2 separate regions of the Hordeum vulgare genome follow, and region 2 is linked to region 1. A link is a contact called in public Hi-C data. All regions are on one chromosome and are shown on one strand. Each heading gives the region's core, a stretch centred on a gene start, on an enhancer-like site or on the middle of the called end of the contact. The rest is flanking DNA. Distances are from core to core; before and after follow the strand shown. Region 1 holds the start of LOC123441833. Region 2 holds the start of LOC123440117 (protein PLASTID MOVEMENT IMPAIRED 2-like).

The links. Hi-C and Micro-C count contacts between places; a contact is called where the count stands out from the background.
Region 2: a Hi-C map of leaf shows a contact between it and region 1, with 4 times the contacts expected there. The contact joins the promoter of LOC123440117 here to the promoter of LOC123441833 in region 1. A contact is called at or near these places in 3 of 6 Hi-C or Micro-C datasets (leaf and seedling).

The regions. Positions count from the first base shown.
Region 1 is chr3H:442,564,853-442,567,403 of MorexV3_pseudomolecules_assembly, forward strand. It overlaps LOC123441833, which reads right to left and starts at 1,271. Exons shown (of 1, transcript XM_045118045.1): 1 at 539-1,271. The coding sequence starts at 1,271. The coding sequence ends at 846.
Region 2 is chr3H:442,906,801-442,909,351 of MorexV3_pseudomolecules_assembly, forward strand. It overlaps LOC123440117 (protein PLASTID MOVEMENT IMPAIRED 2-like), which reads left to right and starts at 1,272. Exons shown (of 2, transcript XM_045116696.1): 1 at 1,272-1,794; 2 at 1,917-2,551. The coding sequence starts at 1,696.

The DNA.
Region 1 (2,551 bases), core at 21-2,520:
TTTTGTCCCTCAATCCTTACTTCTACGGTTATTTCTGTTTTTTTTAGGATTTAAGGGCTCTATTAGACATACTCTTACGGATGATTTGGTGATCGGTTGGAGTTGCCCCGCCCGCAAAAAGAAAGTTGGAATTGTCCCAATGCTCCGAATCAAGGATTGGATTCTGCTGGAGCACCTTTCGGCAGGCAGTTAGTTTCTTTAACACACTCATCCTGATCGTCCACGTGGGGATGGCAATACATATAGAGTTAACTGCTTGCCGTGTCAGACACCCCCTTTTTTAATACCAGTACTAATTACAGTGGCCTCTCACTGAAAGAGAGAATTAAAATGCTGTTTAATAAGGGCTCGCATGTTTGACCACTTGTAACGGATCATTTTTCTCCTACAGTGTTGTGGTGAGGCACCAGTTCCTGCCGACTCGCGGTTCACCAGCTTGCCACGAGATAAATCCTGTGATACCATCCTACCAGTGTTGTGTTTCTAGGGCAGAACCTGATGGTGATCGGAGACATAAGAAGATAGTAATGCGGCTTTGTTTTTGGTGCAACCGTCAAATCAATAAATCACCACCCTGTTTCTTTTGCGGGGATAAATCATCTACTAGTCTATACTGAAAAATCTGGACAAGGTAATGTGGTGCTGCGTCCTGGGCAGCGACCTTGCTTCATTGCCGAAATTTCCGGCTAATCATCGGCGTGAGCTAATCGACGGCGAGAAAGAGAAGGAAGGAAAGCGAAAAAAAAGAGAGAGGGCCGGAGGCAGATCGAAACGGCTCATCCTACTCGGCAGATCACAGCAAAACTGGGCCGGCGAAAAATCAACCAGGCTAACTAACCAACTCGCTACCTCCTCCGGTCCTCCTCCCGATCCCGAGGGGGCGGTTGCCGCGGAGGCGGCGGCGGCGGCGGCGATCCGTCCTCGTCGGCCATTGTCCGCACCCGCCCCTGCCGGAGGTCCCCGAGCTCGGCGTCGGAGAAGGACGACGAGCCTCCCGGCGCGAGGCGCCGCGCGGGCCTCCGCCGCCTGAGCCGCCAGCACCGGCGCGCGGCGCGGACGGGCGCGCGCGCCACGCAGCAGAGCACGGCCACCGGCAGGCACGCGCAGAAGACGCAGCACGAGACGGCGCACTCCGCCAGCGCCCCTTCCTTCCCGGCGTCCTCGCGCGGCGCCGCCGGCGACGCGTCGCGGTCGCGTCCCCGCGCGCCGTCCCACCGCTTCCCTGCCGCCGGCTTCTTGCGCGCGTCCGCCTCCTGCTCGGCGGCGGCCATTCACTTGTCCTTGGCTTCTGGGTTTCGTGCGAGAGATTCGAACGGGAGGCGTGGGGTGGCGTGGTGTGGTGTTGTGGGTGGCACGGGCGGGTGCGGGTGCGGGTCGTGGGAGGGAGGAAACTCTCTCCCTCTCTCTCGAGAAACTTTGTCTGCTCCCTCCCTCGGATTTAAATTGTGGTGCTCGCAAAAGCGTCTCGTGTGGTTTCCTCTCCCCGTTCGCTTTCGCCGTTTAATTTTTTCCCTATCATTTTGCCGTTGGTTACTGGTATAGGAGATAAATAATTCGAAAGGAAGCTAACGCTAGGGTAGCCACTGAGCCGACCTCGAGTCATTTCATCGGACTATTCGTCTTAAGAGATTGATTAAGGTGTTGTTCGGGTCCGGGTCTCTTTTATTTAATTTGCGAACCGAAAGATGGTTAAGTGGGACAAGGACAGCTGTTGGCGAAGCATCACAGTTGCAAGATCTTCCTTTCTTATTAATCGAACAAAAGTAAAGTATGATCTGATCGGATGGTGGTAGTGCCTGCCCGGGATATTTTGTCTGGTAGGACGCGCTATTCAGTCGCAGTCAGCCACTGAGAAACTTGGTCAAGACGCTCAAATCCGTTCCAGGTGTGCATACAGATTAATGAAGCATTATTTTGGGACTGTGGTTGTGGGACTGGACGTAGCCGCACGGTGGGCGCCGGGGAGGGCACGAGAGACGATACGGGACGGGAGCATGTGTGTGTGGCCCGCGGTGCCCGGCACGAGGCCGTTCGCTCTGCCACCGGCGTCTCTGTCCACGTTGCTGGGCTGCTGCCTGCTGGTGGCCGGCGCTCGCTTTTATTTTGTCAGTGTCACAGTGTCACCTACTAGTACCTTAAGATGAGGGTCAGGGCCCTCCTACCTTTTGCTTCTGCTCAGCTGCAACCAAAGCGAAGCCCTGCTCTCGCTACTTTACTCTCAGGCCTTCATCGACGGGGACGGCAGCATTGGCAATGAATGGCCAAAGTACTGCACAACACGAAAAACTAATTGGCTGGCAGGCATCGGTGCATCACTGTGATTACGACCGCACAAAGAAAACCACTCTTCTAAGAAACTTCAAAAGTTCCATGCCTTTTTTTTTTCTTCCAAGACAGTACAGATGACGACACCCATACATAGACACCTGCATTCATTCATATTAACGCACATACATACATCCTATCATATGAACACCTTTAAAAACAGTAAAATAGACAAAAATAAGCCGTAGGCGAAACAAATCCAGATAATAACTGCTTATGAAACTAT
Region 2 (2,551 bases), core at 22-2,521, 340 kb after region 1:
ACAAGCAAGAACGACATGACCCAAAACAACGTTATTTTTTTCTCTAAAATTCCCTCTCACTCTGTCTGTTCGTGCCACAGCAAGCAATCGCAACACCGCAACTTCAAGAGAAAAGCAGCCGCAGGCAGAGCCGTAGTGTAGCCCTCTATCCAAATTGCTAGCAATGAACAGTCTTCCTGCACCCTCAGCCCCGTTGTTTGTGCCCTCTCGCATCATGGTCACGGCCATGAAACACTGCTCCTAGCTGCCTGCTAGCTCCTCCTACCTTGATCTCCCCTTTGCAACCTCACCTCTTCCGAGAGTCTTGCAACACCCATGCGACTTCTTCTCCCCACGGCATTGCATCCCCCAGCGACCTCATCCTCACGTGCACACCTCCCCTTCCACTGACGACCTTGCCTCCCTCCAGGAGCGACCAGTTAGTGGAATAAGCCTCTGCAGGCCTGCGGCACCGCTGAATGACGGGTTTCGGCGTCCGCATATCCGGCGGCGGTACGAAGCACGCCTGTATCTATGCGATGACCTTCGACTCGCCTGCCAGGTGCACCTGGCGGATCTTAATTCCTCAATTTGTTTTGGTTGATTCTATTCTGATGGTGCGTCAGTCTGGGGATTAGCCAATTTTTCATAGCCAAGTTTAATAACAGACTAAAAATACCTTTTTTTATTAGTAGTATATTATAGGTATTATTATAATCAAATGTGCTGGATGTTCCGTGCAATGGACAAGCAGTAACTAACTATCATAGCTGTCTCATGTTAGCTAGCTGCATGCATCGTGCCATGGACGTGATGTTCCGCCTACAGTAAGAAGCGTTCCTACGCACATATGGACTGAATCGTGTTTGTGGTCAGTTGACTGACGCAAAATTTACTTTCAGTCGACTAACCACTAGCCGGTCCCATTGATATATCACAGATATTAGTTAATATATTTTCTTAATCGAAAAAAGTCTACCTTCGAAATACAGCAGTTGTCCGATCGACGTAATGCAACACGAGCCACTTGCAACTTATGTGGCCAAAAGACATCGCCAAAAATCCCATTGTCTTTTTACACCAAAGCCCCACAGAAGTAGTTGTACTCCCTTTGTTTTTTTAGTCTGATATAAGATTTGATCAAAGTCAAGTGATACAAAGTTTAATCATATATATATTAAAAGATATCAACATCTATAATACTAAACTATATGTTATGAAAATTAATATTATGGGGCATCTACTAACATTGATTCAATATTATAAATGTTGATATTTTATTCCATAAATTTAGTCAAAGTTTATGAAGTTTGACTTTGATTAAAATCTTATATGCGGATTAAAAAGAAACAGAGGGAGTACAAGCGAAACGGCGAGTTAAATTGAGAGGGAGCTGTCAGCTACTAATTGCTAGAGACAATATTAGCAAAACGTGATGGGAGGCAGGGACAAGGACGAGGTGGATAAAACGGGAGCAGTCGTGTTGTGTGGTAGTGAGCTCCTCCGAGTCCTGCCAACAAGGATAGAGCTGAGGCTGAAACACTTGTCCTCGTTTAGCAGCACATAAATTCCCCTCTGCCCTTTGCAACTTCTTCCCCCTCCAACCAAATAAGCATTTCCAATCGTCTGTGTCGCTGTGAACCTACAAATTTGTCTGGTGAGGATATACTAGTAGCTTGTATACTCTTGTTGCTAGGTTGCGTCATTTGGAGCACAATGGAGGCTACCATGGATGGTGGATCAGTGAGAGCCACAATGAGCATCTTTGGCGAGAGCATAAGTGGGAGAAAGGCAGACAAGAACAGAGCTCAAGAGGTACTCTTTCAATTCCGAAATCCATGGAAGACTTGACATTATCTTCCCTGTTTCTTGCCATCCCATCAAGTAGTTTAGTAGTAATGTTTGATTGTCGCTCATATCTACCTTGTTGTATGCAGAAACTGTCCTCTGAAATGAGACAAGTAGCGAAATCCGACATGGACAAGCTGAACGAACGCAAGGCGTCCGTGGATAACGAGCGAGCCGGCGCCGAGTCGGAGCTGTCGAGAGCACGAGCCATGGCCAAGGAGCTGGAGCGGCAAATCGACCAGACCAAGGCCAAGGCGACGTCCCAGAGGTCAGGGCTGCAACTGCAAGCAACGTGGGCACGGAAGAATGGCGCCGAGGAGGCATCGGACGCCCAGTACGCGGAGGTGTCGCAAGAGCTGGACCGCGTCAAGAGGGAGCTCCGCAAGCTGAAGCTGGAGGTGAAGTCCGCGGCGGAGGCCAAGGCCAAGGCCGAGAGCGACGTCGTGGCGACGGTGTGCAAGATCCAGTCCAACCTGCAGGCCGCCGACGAGATGAAGCGGCGCGTGGACGAGGCCAACGAGGAGCACGTCCTGGTGGAGCTCGCGCGCATCGAGGCCGAGCGGGAGCGCCGCGAGCTGGAGGCCCAGCACGTCGCCGAGGCAGAGCGGTTCGCTAGGGAGATCGAGGCCGCCAGGGCAAAGGTGAAGGAGGCGCGCAGGGAGGTGAGCCGCGCGAGGGAGCTGGAGGCCAAGCTGGAAGACACGAACGCCGACGTGGAGGTCCT